Linked DNA regions of Sus scrofa: region 2 is linked to region 1. The links are chromatin contacts, called in public Hi-C maps. All regions are on one chromosome and are shown on one strand. The core of a region is the stretch at or near the end of the contact, and the rest is flanking DNA. Distances in the headings are between cores, read along the strand shown.

The links. A called contact is a pair of places that touch in the nucleus more often than the background predicts.
Region 2: a Hi-C map of embryonic fibroblasts shows a contact between it and region 1, with 2.2 times the contacts expected there. The contact joins two enhancer-like sites. A contact is called at or near these places in 2 of 47 Hi-C or Micro-C datasets (embryonic fibroblasts and skeletal muscle).

The regions. Positions count from the first base shown.
Region 1 is chr14:62,764,562-62,767,919 of Sscrofa11.1, forward strand. No RefSeq gene overlaps it. Among named protein-coding and RNA genes, the nearest start is that of FAM13C, 12 kb to the left of the region's middle. Within about 2 kb of position 1,905, at least 20 of the 83 cell types and tissues checked have an H3K27ac peak or open chromatin away from gene starts, as enhancers often do. A contact at or near this core is called in embryonic fibroblasts, where this site is marked.
Region 2 is chr14:62,933,599-62,936,849 of Sscrofa11.1, forward strand. No RefSeq gene overlaps it. Among named protein-coding and RNA genes, the nearest start is that of SLC16A9, 170 kb to the right of the region's middle. Within about 2 kb of position 1,608, at least 9 of the 83 cell types and tissues checked have an H3K27ac peak or open chromatin away from gene starts, as enhancers often do. A contact at or near this core is called in embryonic fibroblasts, where this site is marked.

The DNA of each region.
Region 1 (3,358 bases), core at 655-3,154:
CAAGAAATTGCATATAGTTCCCTGTGCTATACAACAGGACCTCAATGTTTATCCATTCTAAATGGAATAGTTTGCAACTACTAACCCCAAGCTCCCCGCCCATCCCACTCCTCCCTCTCTCCCTTGGAAACCACAAGTCCATTCTCTATGTCAGTGAGTCTGTTTCTGTTTTGTAGATAGGTTAATTTGTGCCATATTTTAGATTCCACATTGAAGTGAAATCCTATGGTATTTGTCTTTCTCTTTCCAACTTACTTTACTTAGTATGAGAATCTCTAGTTGCATCCATGTTGCTGCAAATGGCATTATTTTATTCTTTTTTATGGATGAATAGTATTCCATGGAGTATATGTACTATATCTTCTTAATCCATTCATCTGTTGATGGACATTGAGTTTTTTTCCATGTCTTGCTACTGTGAATACTGTTGCAATGAACATAGAGATACATGAATCTTTTTAAATTATAGTTTTGTCTGAATAGATGTACAGGAGTGGGATTTCTGGATCATATTGTAGTTTTATATTTAGTTTGCTAAGGATCCTCCATACTCTTTTCCAGAGTGGTTGTACCAATTTACATTCCTATCAATAGTATAAGAAGATTCCTTTTTCTCCACACTCTCTCCAGCATTTGTTTTTGTAGACTTATTAATGATGGCTATTGACCAGTGTGAGGTGGTACCTTATTATAATTTTGATTTGCATTTCTCTAAAAATTAGTGATGTTGAACATTTTTTCATGTGCCTAGTGGCCATCTGTATGTCCTCTTTGCAGAAATAATAGACCCAGCTTTTAATGGGAGGAGCCTCAAAGTATTTGTATCCATTTTTAATCTGCTACAGACATTTACCTTGAATGTTGGTTTTCTATTCTTAGAGTCATGACAGCAGACAGTTATACCTCTCATTTCAAAGGACCATTAATCTGTACTTTTAGGGTATATGTTAATCATATGGGGTATGATACACTTATGAAGAAGAGAGGCAAGATTTCTGACATTCTCAAAGAACAAAAGGTCTGGCTACTTAATTTATCTGATTAAAGCAGCAATCCTCACTATCATTGTTTCAACACCCTGCACAACATGTTGCAACTGGTAATCTATTTGTCAAATTTGATATTTGGAAATAACTGAATTCCTAAATAATAAATTAGAGTAGATCCATGCTTTTTTCCCTTCAAACAGCATCATTCTGTCTCCCATTCATTCCCAACTACATTCTTCAGTGCAGTTTAAGGGGTGGGGTTGTTGCAGCACTTCCACTGGGAACTGCTCATAACCCTGGCACACTGATGGGAAAATTCCACACCCCAGCCAACATCCATCCTTCTTGGCTTAGAGGGAAATAAAAGATTAAGAACTCCTAGCTTAGAGCATGTTGCTAATGAAGCCAGTATTAGCTGGCTAGATAAAAGCTGGATAAAATCCAAATATGAAGCAATTTTAAATTTTATTTTGCTCAGTAGCAACAAAGAAAAATCTTATAGTCGTGTCTGCCCTTTTCTCTTCTGCTTTTCTCTCTCCTTCTCATAATCCTCTCCCCAGTGTGTTCACAAATGTGGGCTATTGAAACTTGGTAAAATGTACCAGCTACCAATCATACTGGAAAAAATAACTCAAAAGTCATACATTGCTAAGATTAGGCAGGCATACTATTCACTAATGCTAAAAACAGCAGATATTTATAGTTCTAAAAGCATAATGTCTCACTCCACAACTATTTCTAATTACTGAGTGCCTACTATTAAAAAATAAAATTCGCCTTTACCACTTCCTTGAGACAATAACTTAGCTCCACCTTCTATGGACCTTGTGAGCTATTTGCCATTTGCAGGTGGTTTACACACACCCAGAGAGAATGCATTCCCTTGGGCCCTAAGGCAGTCAGGGCTGCTCTGTTTCTATATTTGGTATCAATCCCTCAGTGTGGTATTCAACTCAGATCACTGCAGGGCCTGTTGTTACTGGGCTGGACTTCGCACAGAAACCAACTAACTTCTTAATGGTCCTCAAGAAATCATTAAAAATTCATGTGTGATACTATGTCTTTCAGCTAAAACAGTAAATATCAAATCCTAGAACCAACAGGACACAAATTACTGCCATAAAACTAATCACAAATGGTCAATCTAGAAAACAAAAATAGAATATCTAGAAGCAACTTAGAAATATAAATGTTAAAATCAGAGTTCCCGTCGTGGCGCAGCAGAAACGAATCTGTATAGGAAACATGAGGTTGTGGGTTTGAACCCTGGCCTCATTCAGTGGGTTAAGGGTCCGGCATTGCCATGAGCTGTGGTGTAGGTCACAGATGTGGCTCGGATCTGGTGTTGCTGTGGCTGTGGCGTATGCTGGCAGCTACAGCTCTGATTAGACCCCTAGCCTGGGAATATCCATGTGCCGCAGGTGCAGCCCTCAAAAGACCAAACACACACACACACACACACACACACACACACACACGCACAAAAGAAAAAAAAAGAAAGAAAAAAAAAGGAAATATAAATGTTAAAATCTATATCACCCATTAGAGATACTTTTCACCTAACAACTAAACTGCCGAAAGCTTAAAAACCTAGAAAGCAACACAGTGCAAGAAAAAGCATAGAGGGAGTGTTCTTGGGCTTGAAAGCTGCCTCAATTCTATCAACACACTCAATCTTGTGGGGTGAGTGGCTAAACATCCCTGGACCTCAGTGTCCTACATTATGAAGCAGCTAGATTTGACGGTCTCTAATGGCTTGGCCAGCTTTAAAATTTTTTGATTCTTGGGAAATGGAAAAAAGCTGTATGGCCTATTTTTGGAAGAAAGGGAGGGAAAAAAAAGGAGGGAATAAGATGGACTGGGAGTTTGGAGTTAGTAGATGCAAACTATTCCATTTAGAATGGGTAAGCAATGAGGTCCTACTGTACAGCACAGGGAATTATATCCAATCTCTTTGGACAGACCATGATGGAAAATAATATAAGAAAGGAAATGTGTGTGTGTGTATATATATATATATATATATACATACACACACACACACGTATATATATATGACTGGGTCACTTTGCTGTACAGCAGAAACTGCCACAACATTGTTTAAGGGAGGGGAGGAAAAAGGAAGGAAAGAAGGAAAGGAGGAAACTTTGAAAGCAAGATGGAGGTAGGGAAGGGAAGGAAAGAGAGAAGAAAGTAAAGAAGTGAAAAAGAACTGTATATATATATATGTGTTGATGTCATCTAGATGACCATATCAATGCAATAAATGACTTAATGAAAGTGGTAAAAGATTGTCCAAAGAATAAGAACTTGAACTAATGGTGTTACAATACTACTAGACTTTTTTGGACTCATAACACAGAATGTTG
Region 2 (3,251 bases), core at 358-2,857, 170 kb after region 1:
TTGCTAAAAGTCTGGTATTTCATTCTTTTAATGGCTGAGTAATATTCCATTGTGTATATGTACCACTTCTTGATCCACTCCTCTATCGATGGACATTTAGGTTGTTTCCATGTCTTGGCTATTGCAAAGAGTGCTGCAATGAACATCGGAGTACATGTGTCTTTGCAAGTCATGGTTTTCTCTGGATAAATGCCCAGAAGTGGGATTGCTGGATCAAAGGGTAGTTCTATTTTTAGTTTTCTGAGGCATCTCCATACTGTTTTCCACAGTGGTTGCACCAATGTACAATTCCACCAATAGTGGAATAGGTTTCCTTTTTCTCCACACCCTCTCCAGCACTTATTGTTTGTAGACTTTTTGATGATGGCCATTCTGGCTGATGTAAAGTGGTCAAACAAAGAGTCTTATAAATACTTGCTGCTTAACCTTCACCCTTGGCTTAGAAAAAGGACTTTACTCAAATACTGTAGTAACACTTGATTTGACACCTCAGATTTGTATAATTTTGTTCTCCCTTACAGCAACACACACACACACACTCTCTTCTATACTCTTGTCTGGAGATTCTAGCATTAATATGTCTTATACTGGATAAGCCATTTTTCCCCCACTTAGAAAGGTAACACGGTAACTGGCTAATGCCTTCGAAGGGATGATCAGCAGATCTTTTCCTATCTTATAACAATAAGAGTACACAGAATAGCAATTTATGGATGGAAGTGTGGCTTAATGAGGTTAAAAAAAGAGTTTCAAGACCAACTGAATTGCCAAACAACCAATAGAAGTCCAAGCTAGCAGGAACACGGATCAGATATTCCTACAATTCAGAAAAGGCACAAAATAAAACATCATAGAATGCTGGCACCAGAGGAGACCTCTGAAGTCTCTGTGTTGTGACCAGAAAAGAAAATGGGCATGACAGAAAAGTCACATGACTTATCCAAGACACATCATTGTAAGAAGGCTCATGACCAGAACTCAGGGTCATCTGCTTCCCCAGCTGAGACCTTTCTCAGCCCACCTCATGACACTTGTCAAAAGCAGCTCCATTTTGCCATCTCATTTAGCCATGGACAAAGTTTGATCAAGATCCCAAAGAGCAACATTTTAGAACAGGGCTCACTGAAATAACCATGAATGTCTCATCTACATAACTACACTGGTAATTCGAGAGCAGAAGTGTGCTGCTTCTGGGACTTAGGAAGACTGATAGACCTGGGATACCGTGTTTCCCAGGCTGACCTTTCACAGCTAGAGACAGCATCCAGGGTTGTCTTCAGGGATTGACTTAAGTTTACATTCAGATAAAAGATAGTGCACAAATCCAGTCATCTACTTTCCACAGTTTTCACCTCTCTAGCTCTGAGCAGGGCTGTTTCTGTCATCTTATTTTCCGTCTGAGAGAAAAGGAGATAATGACAGTGAACTTTCTGATTTTCTGATTTGAATCTCCCACTGAGACTCTGCTGAGACACTGATACTTCCTGGCTTTTTCCTCTACTTTCATTTTTTCTCCTACATTACTCACAGGGTGGTGACCTCTCCCATGGCCGCTTCCATTTTCCTGCCTCTCTAGCTCACTCATACAACATACCAAGAGACAGACACCATCACTCTGCTTTGCAATCACAGGTTTTCCAGCATTGGTTCCATGTTTTCTGAGTATTTCAGGATACTTTCCAAATGACTGTATGTGTGAGTCATACTGCTATTTAACATTTCTCATTGTTCCAAGCTTCTCTTACCAAAAGAATTATAAGAATGATCCTCCAAACTCTGAGTTATAACAGCATCATGATAACACTCATGATGGATAAACTGAAAATATCCAAGGCATGTCCAGATTCCTTTGAGGAATAACATTCAATAATGCTGTCAAGTCTCCTGAAAAACTTAATTGACTTTGCAAAGCTATGCAAAAACTGACCAGAAAACATACACATATTGGCTAACTGTATTGCACTTGGTAAGTTTGTGTTAGGGATGCCTGACAATGGTCTGTTTCTGTTGGATGCTGATATTTGACAGAACACAAAATCTCCATTAAATACAACGCTCAGTCTTTGTGAGAAGCACCAAACCAAGAGCCTGGAGATGAGGCTCCCAATACCAGCTTTAGCAACCCACTAGCTGCATGACCTAGGGAAAGATATTTAACTTCTCTGGGTATCATTTTTGTCATTTTTCCAAATCATAGGGAATTTTTCAAGTCTCTGACACTCCTTCCAGCTCTATAATTCTACACAATAAGATTCAGAAAAGATTTTAGGATCACACAAGGCATGTGAATCATAACTATTCAATGAAATAAATGTTGATTGACAACTTTATAAGGAAGATTATTAGAAAAGAAACTGAGAGAACAAAGGGCAGGGCAGGACATGGCCTCTGCTCTCCAGTTTTTCTCAATCTAGGAGGCTGCCATAGGAATCATCAGCTGTAACGTTTTGTGTCCCCACACAAAAAAGCAATGGGTGGGGCAGCACTGGCCTATATCTGTGTAAGCCTGACTCCCTGGTCTGGCACATGTGAGATCAGAAGCCAAGAGGCAGAGGTTCCAGTTGGAAATCATATGGCATTGAAGGAGAGGGTGACAGATACTCAAGAATTGCAGAAGACAGAATTATTCATGCATTTGAAAAATCAGCAACTTTGGGAGGGGCAGGGAGAAGAAACTCCTAATCTGTAACTTACCTGGTCCCTAACCTGTTCAGGAACATAAAGAGCCAGGGATGTGATAGCAATGAAGAGGACTCGGACCCAAATTGAGGGGAAAAGGAGGAGGAGGAAGAAGTCATTAACCCTTGAGACACAGATGGGTAACCAGTGATTTGGAGCTGCAGGGAGCCAGCATCTTTGGTCCTGATGCCTAGAGTCCAACAAACATGTGACAGGCTTAGTCTCTGTGCTAAAGGCTGTTGCTGCTGACTGCCATCAGCTGAGTCCTCAAATGGTACTGGACAGCTGATTGCAGTGATAGGAGGAAATAAATACTGAATAAAGCCAAAGCATAGAGCTGGGCAAATGGCCACAAAATTGCTGAAAGACAAACTAAAGCCAAATAACTGCTGGAGCTGCCTTATCTAAGCTACGGGAAATCCTGGAGCTCTTTCCTTGCAGAGTAGGTCAGGGACCATACTGGTCAGAAGTTACATCTTTCCAAGGTCATCTCCTTTCTAAGCCCACAGACTGATGTGAATACTCCCTCCATCCTCTAATCTCTGAAGCCATTAGATCATTGAAGAAAGCGT